Regions from separate parts of the Sus scrofa genome. Here regions 1 and 3 are each linked to region 2. A link is a contact called in public HiChIP or PLAC-seq data. All regions are on one chromosome and are shown on one strand. Each heading gives the region's core, a stretch centred on a gene start, on an enhancer-like site or on the middle of the called end of the contact. The rest is flanking DNA. Distances are from core to core; before and after follow the strand shown.

Region 1 (4,288 bases), core at 408-2,907, 230 kb before region 2:
TGAATTAATGAAGATCTATTTGCCATACAGATAGATATTCTACAAAGGTATATAGTAAGTGCGGTTTTTTTGGTGAATAAACAGAACAAAATTATTTATACTTCTAACTTTAAAATTTGAAAGATATACTCCAAATTGTTACCATTGTTTATGTCCAAGTAGTGGAATAGAAGCAGTTTTTATTTACTTCTACGGGTTTTTAAATCTGAATTTTCTACAATGAACTTGTATTATTTCCTAGAGGAAATAAAAACAACAGACAACTTTTTATTACCTGGTCAGAATTATTAAACTCAAAGGCTGTCCTAAGGTCAAATTAGATAAGGACTGGATTTAAATAGTGCCAGTCATATATAATAAAAAGAAATTGGTGGCCACAGGGAGAGCAGTTTTGAGGCAGAGTCACTTGTCAACAAAGTAGGCCTAGTAACTATGGTTTGTCAACTAAAAACAAAAAACTGCACAACATAACAACTGTAAGTTGAGTTTTATTTCGTGTCTTACTAAGGACTACTGAAGACAGAGGCTCCCTTTCAGATAGCTCTGAGGAACTGCTTGAAAGAGGTAGGGGGCCAGGATATGTACTTTTATTTTTGCGTGCGCGGGGTGGTGGTGGGGGTCTTTTTGCCATTTCTTGGGCCGTTTCCGCGGCATATGGAGGTTCCCAGGCTAGGGGTTGAATTGGAGCTGTAGCCGCCGGAGGCCTACGCCAGAGCCACAGCAACTCGGGATCCGAGCCGCGTCTGCAACCTACATCATAGCTCAAGGCAACACTGGATCCTTAACCCACTGAGCAAGGCCAGGGATTGAACCTGCAACCTCATGGTTCCTAGTCGGATTCATTAACCACTAGCCACGATGGGAACTCCTGCACATTTTTTGACTAAGGGGTACATTCAATCAAGCATCCATCTTGGTAGAAGGTTGCTACTAGTCACTGGGAGCAGATATTTCAGTTCACGAGCTTAGTGCTTTTCTAAGTATGGGAAGAGGAAAGAATCTGGATTCATAAAAAAAATTCTCCTGGAGTATATCTGAGTGTTTTGCCTTTTTCTTCCAAACCGGAGTGCCTCATTCTCTTCTTGTTTTGAATTCCATTCACGGTGTATTGTAGAATGGGGACTGCAGTGGCTAACTTCATCCTTATTGAACTGGATAGACAGGTTAAAATTTTTTCCCTCAAATAACAAATAACAACTAAAAAAGAAAAAACCACCCCATCATTTCCCAGGAATCTTGTCTGGATCCAGTGGGTGTAGGGGGATCAAATATATGTGCAAATATATTTGTTGGGGAAAAAATGCTCAAAAGTTACCTTAGGTCCTCTCCCAGTTTTCGGAAACCAGTGAGCATGCGCGAAATACAGCGCGGCTGTGCAATGACACTTGTTTTAAGAAATGCAAAAGAAAAGCAAGGCCTTACCATTTCTGCGTTTAGAAAAGTGGAGCAAAAAACCATGCAAAAAGGTTTTTAAAAAAATTAAAGATAGCTCAAATGTACATCTTGAAAAAAGAGTTCTGCAAGCTCTGGCACAGTGTTTGGGAACACCGCGGGTGGCAGGTTGCAAGCGCCTTCTTGCAAAAAGAAAGGCCAATCCTGCTGCATTGACCTGGCGCGCCGGACGATCCGGGCTCGACCAATCAGAGGGCACAATGAGGCCCACCCTTGCCAGCGACTGGAGGAGCGGGGCGGGGCGCTGCTCAAGCGCATGCGCTCCAGGGCCTCTTGACCAGCGTTGCCTCCGTCCAATTTGGAAAGCGCTTTGAGCCCAGTGCAGCTTCGCTGCGTGTTACTTCTGCTGCTCTTCCTGCACTGCGCCCCGCTCGACCCTGCGATGCCAGTGGACCTCGGCAAGTGGTCCGGGCCCTTGAGCCTGCAGGAAGTGGACGAGCGGCCACAGCACCCGCTGCAGGTCAAATACGGCGGGGCTGAGGTCGACGAGCTGGGCAAAGTGCTGACACCTACCCAGGTACCCGAGTCGGAGGGGGTACAGCTGTCTGAGGCCGGCAGGCCCTCAGGCCGGCAGAGCGGGGACCCAGCGGGTGTGAGGAGGAAGTTCCAGCTTCCGTGCGGCGGATCCACCGAGGAAAGGGGGTCGCGGTTCCCGTGCCGCAGGTTTGCGGACCTTCCGGGCCCCGGGAATCCGGCACGTGGAGGGCGGGGCACGGCCTGCAGGGGAAATGGATCTATTTTCCTGGAGATTTCGAGGAGCTGGCAGTGGCGTAGGTCTGGAGACAACCTAGATCGCTGGGGTAGGGGCGGGGAGAGAGCAGTCGCCGGCGGGAGAGGTCAGTGGCTGCCCACAAGCCCCCAGAGCCTCCCCTAGGGCCAGGGGGTTTTAGGCCTTAATTTCGGGAGTAAGAGCTCCACCCGAGGGCATATGACGCATTATGTAACCAGTATTCGGCAGTTCTCGGCGATCGTCCTTTGTTTTAGCGATCTGTGGCCTGAAGCCACCCAAAGTAAGTACGTTCCGCAGCTGGAAGGCTCGAGGGTAACCGCCTTGCTTTATTTACCGTTTGGCCTTTGACGCCCAAGGCTGAAGCGCAGCCTGATTCTGGCTGCTTCTGGAGTGGAGAATCCTGACATTGTGGCAAGCTGTTGGTCTAGAAGCTCCGAGGCAACGGTGTGAATAAACTGCTCGGGTGGTTTATTGGTTTAAATGTTTAGAATTTGTTGTTTAAATATAAAGTGTCCATCTCACAGCCTCTCTTTCCCGGACTCACTGTTCACGTCTGCCCGTCTCGGCTTTCTCATTTTCTCTGCATTTTTAAACATCCAGTTAATTCAGATTTCACTTTAGCAGGCCCTAGGAAATGTGTCAGCAATCTAAAGATCCTGTTATTTCAGGTTGTACTTGAGAGAACTCAGTATCAGGGTTTAAATCCTGACCCATCTCTTTCTGTTAATAACATGCTAGGATATTAGCCCCATAGTGTTGTCGAGACTAAAATAAATAACGTATATTAAACTTCAGCTCCTTAGTAGCGTCAGTACACTTGAGTTTTTATTAACAATTTATTCTGCTTGACCTTTGAGGAATATGAGGTCAAAAAAAGAGTATTGATTTCTTCAGCATTTCTGACTTTTAAATTTCAAATCGGGAGTTCCCGTCGTGGCGCAGTGGTTAACGAATCCGACTAGGAACCATGAGGTTGTGGGTTCGGTCCCTGCCCTTGCTCAGTGGGTTAATGATCCGGCGTTGCCATGAGCTGTGGTGTAGGTTGCAGACTCGGCTCGGATCCTGCGTTGCTGTGGCTCTGGCGTAGGCCGGTGGCTACAGCTCCGATTCAACCCCTAGCCTGGGAAGCTCCATATGCCGCGGGAGCGGCCCAAGAAATAGCAACAACAACAACAACAAAAGACAAAAAGACATAAAAAATATATATATATATATAAATACATAAATAAATAAATTTCAAATCCATTCCTTCCTACAGGTTAAGAGCAGGCCCACCAGCATTACATGGGATGGACTGAATCCAGATAAACTCTACACCTTGGTCTTGACAGACCCGGATGCTCCCAGCAGGAAGGACCCCAAATACAGGCAAGTTGGGAAAAGATGGGGAACATCAGGTCATCCACATGTGACATGGGGCTTCTTGCACCAAGTCCCTTGCTGGACATGCTGTGGTGGGAGAAATAGACTTGGTTTTGGGTGTGCATATCCATGCCTCAGCCTGAGTGTACATTTCTGTTTCTCTCCCTTTTACTCCATAGAGTGAGAGTTTAGAAACTATGGCTGAGAGCCAGATCTGCCTCAGACCTGTTTTTGTACAGCCCCACAAGCTAAGATTGACTTTAATGTTTTTAAAGGAATGGGGGAAAAATTGAAGAACAGTAATACTCTATGAATTTAAGTGAAGTTCAGATTTCAGTGTCCCTAGATTAAAGTTACAGCCGTGGTAACTTATTTATGTCCTGTCTATAGCTGCTTTCATGCTATCACTGCAAAGTTGAATAGTTGTGCTAGAGATGGTGTCTTATACAAAGCCTACAACATTTGCTGTTAGGCCCTTTATAGAAGTTTGCTGACCTCTGCCTGAGAATTGAGGGAAGGATGGAGGGCGTAGCTGGGTCCCCTTTGCTGGCACAGGAAGTTCGCGCTGGCCAAGAAGGCAGGGCCGACTGTCTTGTCTGTCACTGGGTGCTAACTTCCCGTGGTGCTGATGGTCTTCTATTCCTCCACATAGGGAATGGCACCATTTCCTGGTGGTCAACATGAAGGGCAACGACATCAGCAGTGGCACAGTCCTCTCCGATTATGTGGGCTCTGGGCCTCCCA
Region 2 (4,076 bases), core at 1,151-3,650:
TACATGGAGGCCCATGCACAGGGCTTTAAGAGCATCTATATTGCTTGTTTTTGGAGTAATTGCATTATTTCCTCCTGGTCTGTCCTACCAGGGTGTGGACTGATTGGATTGATTGAAGGAGGGGCTGACTTTGACTTTGATTTGCCAGGGTAGTTTGTTTCCTGCTACTTGGATTTTGCCCTTGGGCAGAACTCCCAGAGCAGGTTCTATCCAGGACCAAGTTTTGTTTTTGTTTTTTTTTGTATTTTTGCCATTTCTTGGGCCGCTCCCGTGGCATATGGAGGTTCCCAGGCTAGGGGTCTAATCAGACCTGTAGCCGCCAGCCTACGCCAGAGCCGCAGCAACTCGGGATCCGAGCGACCTACACCACAGCTCACGGCAACGCTGGATCCTTAACCCACCGAGCAAGGGCAGGGATCGAACCTGCAACCTCATGGTTCCTAGTCGGATTCGTTAACCACTGCACCACGACGGGAACTCCAAGGTTTTTTTTTTTCAGGGCTACACCCACTGCATATGGAGGTTGCCAGGCTAGGGGTCAAATCAGAGCTGCAGCTGCCAGCCTACACCACAGTGACAGCGACTTGGGATCCAAACCACCACTGTAAGCTACACCATAACTCATGGCAACGCTGGATCCTTAACCTCCCAGGGCCACATTTTAACAAGACACATGTGCTTCCTGCACCATTCCCCTTCGTGTGTGTCAACACTTCACTTTTGGAAACGTTTACTCTGCATCACCATGCTTTCAGAAAGCAATTACTACTTCTAAATGAGTCTTAACATTACTGTCTAGAAAGGTGGCACAGCCTAGCGAATCTAATTGCCTGTTCTGTCTCTTTCAGAGCTCTTCCTCCAGCTGGAAGTAAGTACCATGGATCTTCTGGGTTTGCAGACTCCTTCTCACACTGGGCTCTTGCTCTCCCCATCTGGTAGCCTTTCCTTCCATCACCACGTAGATAGTCGGGAAGCCCCTGCTGGAAGCCTCTGTCATTGTTCTTTTTGATGGAAGGACATTTGGTCTCAGTTCAGAGATTCCATCCATGTGTCTTGTTGGTTGGGAGGCCTCTGCTTATTACAGGGGACTCAGGGGTACTCACCGCTGACTGCTTTCTTGTTGGCCCAAATCTCACGTTGAAACCGCTTGGGTGTATGTCTGAATTTTGCTTGGTATAATTTCAGTATTTTCCTTGCGCCTGAGCCCAGAGCCAGACTTTGGGTTGGAGTCCTGGCTGCCAGGGTCTTGTAGCCCTAGCCTGTGTTTTTCTTTTGCTCAGACTGAACAAGTGGAGAGAAATTATATCAAAGAAAAGAAGGCAGCAGTGAAAGAATTTGAAGACAAGAAGGTTGAGCTGAAGGAGAACCTGATCGCTGAGCTAGAAGAAAAGAAGAAGATGATCGAAAATGAAAAGCTAACTATGGAACTGACTGGAGGTAAGAAGGCACCACAGGTCAGGGTCTTGGGAGACCCTAGGGGGGAAAGCGGGGCCCCAGTGCTGACTCCTGTCTGACATCTTGGTTCTTTTTGTGTATGTGCGTATTTTCTAGGACCGCACCCTATGAAGGTTTCCAGGCTAGGGGTCCAGTCGGAGCTGTTGCTGCTGGCCAACACCAGATCCGAGCCATGTCTGCAACCTACACCACAGCTCACGGCAGTGCCAGATCCTTAACCCACTGAGCAAGGCCAGGAATCCAACCCGAAACCTCATGGTTCCTAGTTGGATTCATTAACCACTGAGCCACGAAGGGAACTCCAGACATCTTGGTTCTTTATCAGAGCAAATAAGCTGTAAAGAGGGTAGGCTTTGTAGTGGTGGTCAGAGTTCTAGCTCTGTCTAGCATTGGCTGTGTGACTTTAATCAAGCCACTTAACCTCTCCAAGCCTATTTCCCCCTCTATAAAATGAAGCTGATCATATCTGTCTGTGGTTGGAAGTATGAGAGACTAGGACAGGGCCCTGTCTAGAGCAGGTGTTGGGCAAGTTAAATGGTAGACCTTTAATAGTGACTGCAGCCTCGGGCTTCTGCAGTATTTAATGTAATTCCTGGGTTGGCCACCATTCCTGTCTTGGTTATGTTCACAAGTTCCTCTTTGGTGGCGGGAAATCTTCTTGTCTGTTTCAGTCTGCCTTCGTTACAGAAAAGGCATTGTCTTCCTTTGACCTAGATCTGAGAACAGAGGCTTTGGCTGTATCATCTTTGCTCTTAGATCCGTTTGCCCCAGGTGTTACTGTGAACATCTCAGAAAGGGTTGGTAGCAATTCAGCTGGAGTAGCTAAGTTCAGCTGTTCTCTTGTAAAGGTAGTAAAGTTGCATTAGACTCAGAGCTAGTCCCTCCCAGGTCTTCTAGGATTTAGTCATCTGCGTGGGGGAACTCAGCAGGGTGTAGGCAGGATTAAGGGAGAAGCAGCGTGGGGTGACTCCTCTCTTGCCATATGTAGACTGATGACTCCTAGAAGGATACAGGCCAGGAGTTGGCTGGAACTAGCTATTTTATTTTATTTTTTTTATTTATTTTTTTTGTCTTTTTGCCATTTCTTGGGCCACTCCCATGGCATATGGAGGTTCCCAGGCTAGGGGTCTAATCAGAGCTGTAGCTGCCAGCCTACGGCAGAGCCAGAGCAACGCGGGATCTGAGCCGCATCTGTGACCTACACCACAGCTCACGGCAACGCCAGATCCTTAACCCACTGAGCAAGGCCAGGGACCAAACCTGCAACCTCATGGTTCCTAGTCAAATTCGTTAACCACTAAGCCACAACGGGAACTCCAGGAACTAGCTATTTTAGAACTTGGCAAAATTTTCATCAGCAAATATTGCAAGGCATGTTAGTAGTGAGTTTGCCACTTGGATATGTAAGTGTCCTGCCTTCTGTGCACCCCAAAATTGAACTCTTACAGTCTTGTTCAGAAGGTGTTAAGGCTGTCTGATTTTTGTAGGGGGTCTCTAAATACCTGTTGTTATATATGCCCTTAAGGCTGACTTTGAAGCTAAAACTAACAGTTAAGAGCTGTATGTCCCCTCTGTTTCTGGTGCTGTGACAGTGTGGTCCTTCAGCTGACATAGACCTCTAGCTCTGGTCCCCATTATACACTGTTGATCATGTGGTTGTGTCTAAAGTAGGAGTCTGACTCTTGAAAAATCTCTCCTCTGATAACCAGCACATTGAAAGTCATGGCATCTATTAACCCCAGATTCCCAATCCATCCCATTCCGTCCCCCTCAGCAACCACAAGCCTGTTCTCCATGTCCATGATTTTCTTTTCTGTGGAAAGGTTCATTTGTGCCATATATTAGATTCCGGATATAAGTGATATCATGTGGTATTTGTCTTTTTCTTTCTGACTTGCCTCACTTAGCATGAGAGTCTCTAGTTCCATCCATGTTGCTGCAAACAGCATTATTTTTTCTTTTTTATGGCTGAGTAGTATTCCATTGTATACATACCACATATTCTTAATCTAGTCATCTGTCGATGGACATTTGGGTTGTTTCCATGTCTTGGCTATTGTGAATAGTGCTTCAATGAACATGTGGGTGCACATGTCTTTTTCAAGGAAAGTTTTGTCGGATATATGCCCAGGAGTGGGATTGCTAGGTCATATGGTATTCTATATGTAGTTTTCTAAGGTACCTCCATACTGTTTTCCATAGTGGTTGTACCAATCTGTATTCCCACCAAAAGTACAGGAGAGTTCCCTTTTCTCCATACCCCCTCCAGCATTTGTTATTTGTGGACTTATAATGATGGCCATTCTGACTGGTGTGAGGTAGAAAATTGACAGAACACTGTAAACCAGGTATAATGGAAAAATAAAAATCATTATAAAAAAATTTAAAAAGTCATGGCAGAAGGAATGAATTCCTTGAAGGCCACTGACAGGGCTCAGAAATGTGGTTTGGTGAGAAAGGATGCTGAAATAGCATCTTCAGAACAGCCCGTCTTGTTTTTGTTGAAATGTCTTTTTATTTAAATGGCAAGTGCAGTGGTACCTTATCCAGTACCAGTTGGCCTGCCTGTTTTCTGACCTGTACACCGTCTTCTCTGACAGTGGCTCTGGCTGGCATGGATG
Region 3 (4,083 bases), core at 168-2,667, 200 kb before region 2:
AGGGGTCTAATCAGAGCTGTAGCTGTTGGCCTACACCACAGCCATAGCAACGCCAGATCCGAGCCATGTCTGTGACCTACACCACAGCTCATGGCAACGCTGGATCCTTAACTCACTGAGCGAGGCCAGGGGTTGAACTCGCAACCTCATGGTTCCTAGTCGGATTCGTTTCTGCTGAGCCACGATGGGAACTCCTACTTTTTGGTTTTTATATTAAATGAATAGAAGCCGTTTTGAATTTACAAATAGATTTTTAAAAATGAACTGTTATAAGGGGAATCACAACTGTAAGAAGATTGTGGAATACTATGAAGCTTAGTTTGTTAAAAGCTTGCTCATTGTTTTAACGGTTTCCTAATCAAAATATTCAGTATCTTTTATTGTTTGTTGCCTTCTCCCCCCAACTTTTTGACCGTCCTTCCCTATTTCCAAGTAAGAAAGGGGATGACAATGTACAAACCATTTCTCACTTCTCTGCTTCTTCAAAAAATCAATAAAGCAGAACATTGGACTATATTTTATTTAATTAATTAATTAGCTTTTTAAGGGCCACACCTGAGGCATATGGAAGCTCCCAGGTTAGGGGTTGAACTGGAGCTATAGCTGCTGGCCTACACCACAGGCACAGCAATGTGGGATTTGAGCTGAGTCTCTGACCTACATCATAGCTCATGGCAACGCTGGATCCCCAACCCACCGAGCGAGGCCAAGGATTGAACCCATATCCTCATGGATACTAGTCAGATTCATTTTGGCTGCACCACAATGGGAACTCCCTGAACTGTACTTTATATCACAACCCATTTCCACTACCCGCATATTACAATATCAAATGTGCATAGGACAGGGTGGGATGTATTATTTTAAGTTCAGCAGGCACTTCATCAGGTTCATACGTTTCATGAACACATGGAGAAGTTTTGATGACAAGGATCACTAATTAGACAGCTTAGGATCTGGCTAGAGAAGAACATGACCAGCGTGGTTGAGGTAGGCCTTAATCTCTGTCAACAGTGACAATAACCCCCTTGACATATAGCAATGGCTTAATCCATACAGCTTGTTGATTAGCAGCCAGCTATAATTCTCTGGAGGGACTGAGAGCCAAAGGAGTTCCATATCTCTAGTGCAGGGCTAATACACGCCTGGCATGTCACTCTTAAATCCCAGGCCCCCGACAGATGTCACTAATAAATCACTATCTTCCCTGCTAAGCTTCGATGTGGCTTTAGAATCTTTCTCAATACAATAGCAGTCAAGGTAGCTACAACCAATAATCTGACTGGCATGACTGATAAAATTTATCTGCTATATTCCTGCCAGGTAGCTGTTTCATTTCCTGGGATTAGAACTATGGGCTGATCTCAGTTCAAGTGTCCTAACTAGAGAGGGAAGGTCAGGAAGGGGTCAAAAAAATTGCACAAGGGATACAAAGGAAAAATGAGATCATGCCACCCAGCAACATCTCTTTAGGAGTTTGTTATACCCCGACTCTTCTACTTCATGTTTGGAAATTCTAATTTAGTAGATGTGGGGCCTTGAAATCTGTAATGTTACAAAACTGTCTGGGTGCCTGTCATCTAGGTGTAAGAACCACTGGTCCAGGCTAGCTGTGTCCCAGAGCACAAACAGGGAAATTTCCTTTTACCTTTAAGTTTTTTGGCTGTTGCCGAAGTTCCATGACATGCTTTCTGTGCAGTTCCCTTTCTCGCCTCTTATTGTACTCCAGCTGGTTTTCCAGTTCAGTCTGGTGCTGTAGCCGGATCAGATCCATGCGGAGTTTCTGTAACGTGTGCAGCTGCCTGTACTCCAGCTCTCGAGTGGACTCATCGTGCCGGATCAGCATGGCATGCTCCATCTCCTTCTGGGTCCTCTTTTTATTTAGTTCCTGCATTCAGGAACAAAAGATACACCGAGAGAGATGAATGAGATGAACTGGAAGGAAGGCACAACTCAGGGAGGGTTGGCAAGGCATAGCACTCTTAACTGGGCCCAGTTAACTTGAGCCCGTTAGCCTTTGGCAGCATGGCTTAATGAGATTAGAACAATCCCTGGAAACTGAGGTTCTATTTGTGAGTTCACCACAAGGCAGGCAATGTCACAGCCACCATCTGGAAAATGGGATTAATTCTACTTGACCCCTTCTTACCTCACAGGGCTACTGGGAACTTTAACTACGTCATACTATGCATGAGTCTAAATGTTCCTTCAATTAGGCCACGGGTTCTGAATTCTAGCTGGCTGCGCATGAAAATCACATAATGAAGCTTTTAAAATGTAAGATACCTGAGTCCCATAACCTGAAATTCTGATAACTGTTTGGAATGGGGCCTAGATGTCAAAACTTTTTTGGGTTTTTTGTTTGTTTGTTTTGCTGCACCTGCAGCATGTGGAAATTCCTAGGCCAGGGGTCAAACCTATCCAGCAGGGACAACACTGGATCCTTAATCCACTGAGCCACCAGGGAACTCCCTGATGGCAACAGTTTTAAGAGTTTTCCAGATGGATCTAATACAAAGTTGAGAATCACTGGATTAAACTGATAATGTCCACAAAGTTCCTAGTTTTCTGGGAAACACGTTTTTGCATGTTTCAGAAGTAGGCCAAGTCTGTTTTTAAAAATCTCAGAGTTCAGGGCTTGCTGGGAAAAAAGCAGATGAGATCTCGCCCCATTCATCTTTTCCATTACAGTCTGTTTGGTCATTTCTAGATCTAATCATTTTGCTCCTTCTAGTTTACTCATGTCTTTCTTTCTCTCTTTTGTCAAAGGGGGAAGGAAAGGAAACTAGAAAAAAAAAAAAAAAGAGGGAGGAGGAGGTTGGGTGAAAATTTTCATTCACCAGTTCAAGAATATTTCCTGAACTGCACTACATCAAAGATCTGAACCATGTGCTCTGGGTACATAAAAATGTTTATTAAGCCATGACTCAGTCCTCAACTTGCTAAGACTAACAGGAGGCTATAACAGACATTTACTGAAGTATATTCTGACCTTACAGCAGACTGAATCAATCTATCTTCTCGCCTAGGAATTTGGATTCAGAGATTTAATCTCTATGAGTGGCTAGAACTGAGGAGTGTATTAAAACTACATATGAGGTAGCTACCCACTGCTATGAGGACTGAGGACTAAAGAAAGCTGGGCTTTGGAGCAAGGAGAGTGAAAAAGAGAGGCAAAAGAAGTACAGGGAGTAAACTGATGTCCAAATTCCTCACTGGTTCTAAGCTCTCCTTGTAGATCCAACTGTGTTACTGCCACTGGGTTTTATGAAACTTTTCTGTATTTCTGGAGCCAATTCTTCAGTTTTGGTTTAAGCCAGCTCAAATAAACTTCAGTAACATGCAAACAAAAGAAGTTTGATTAATATAGGGAAATGTTTTATATGTAAAAAATTTTTAAAAAGTGCAAGGGAGTTCCCGTTGTGGTGCAGTGGAAATGAATCCGACTAGGAACCATGAGGTTGTGGGTTCAATCCCTGGCCTCACTCAGTGGGTTAAGGATCCGGCCTTGCCATGAGCTGTGCTATAGGTCGCAGATGAGGCTTGGATCTGGCGTTGCTGTGGCTGTGGCGTAGGCCAGCAGCTACAGCTCCGATTAGACCCCTAGCCTGGGAACCTCCATATGCTGTGGGCGTGGCCCCAAAAAGCAAAAAAAAAAAAAAAAAAAAAAAAAAAAGGTACAAGGTTTGAAGTGAAAAATGACATAAAAGAGGTAAAGATCTTATGCTGTAAGATTTTTGAAATGAGTGTTAAGAAGGTCAAAGAATGAGATCCTGCTGTATAGCACTGGGAACTATATCTAGTTACTTATGATGGAGGATGATGATGTGAGAAAAAGAATGTATATATGTATGTGTGACTGGGTCACCTTGCTATACAGTAGAAAATTGACAGAACACTGTAAACCAGCTATAATGGGAAAAATAGAAATCATTAAAAAAAAAAAGGGAGTTTCCATTGTGGCACAACGGAAATGAAACCAACCATTTCATCTGAATGAAACCATGAAGTTGTGGGTTCAATCCCTGGCCTCGCTCAGTGGGTTAAGGATCTGGCGTTGCCATGAGCTGTGGTGTAGATCAC

What was found. HiChIP or PLAC-seq counts read pairs in DNA pulled down with a chosen protein or histone mark.
Region 1: a contact with region 2 is called in an H3K27ac HiChIP or PLAC-seq map of alveolar macrophages. The contact joins the promoter of PEBP1 here to the enhancer-like site in region 2. A contact is called at or near these places in 1 of 5 promoter capture datasets (fetal skeletal muscle), 3 of 47 Hi-C or Micro-C datasets (embryonic fibroblasts, heart right ventricle and liver) and 2 of 2 datasets of contacts at active chromatin or transcription factors (alveolar macrophages and skeletal muscle).
Region 3: a contact with region 2 is called in an H3K27ac HiChIP or PLAC-seq map of alveolar macrophages. The contact joins two enhancer-like sites. A contact is called at or near these places in 4 of 5 promoter capture datasets (fetal liver, liver and skeletal muscle), 25 of 47 Hi-C or Micro-C datasets (alveolar macrophages, blood, brain and 13 more) and 2 of 2 datasets of contacts at active chromatin or transcription factors (alveolar macrophages and skeletal muscle).

What each region holds. Positions count from the first base shown.
Region 1 is chr14:34,527,607-34,531,894 of Sscrofa11.1, reverse strand. It overlaps PEBP1 (phosphatidylethanolamine-binding protein 1), which reads left to right and starts at 1,657. Exons shown (of 4, transcript XM_003132890.3): 1 at 1,657-1,969; 2 at 3,441-3,550; 3 at 4,197-4,288. The coding sequence starts at 1,835.
Region 2 is chr14:34,303,230-34,307,305 of Sscrofa11.1, reverse strand. SUDS3 (SDS3 homolog, SIN3A corepressor complex component) reads left to right here. Exons shown (of 12, transcript NM_001243408.1): 5 at 849-868; 6 at 1,281-1,437. Among named protein-coding and RNA genes, the nearest start is that of SUDS3, 12 kb to the left of the region's middle. Within about 2 kb of position 2,400, at least 3 of the 83 cell types and tissues checked have an H3K27ac peak or open chromatin away from gene starts, as enhancers often do. A contact at or near this core is called in alveolar macrophages, where this site is marked.
Region 3 is chr14:34,499,260-34,503,342 of Sscrofa11.1, reverse strand. It overlaps TAOK3 (serine/threonine-protein kinase TAO3), which reads right to left. Exons shown (of 21, transcript XM_001924400.7): 18 at 1,649-1,888. Among named protein-coding and RNA genes, the nearest start is that of PEBP1, 29 kb to the left of the region's middle. Within about 2 kb of position 1,417, at least 3 of the 83 cell types and tissues checked have an H3K27ac peak or open chromatin away from gene starts, as enhancers often do. A contact at or near this core is called in alveolar macrophages, where this site is marked.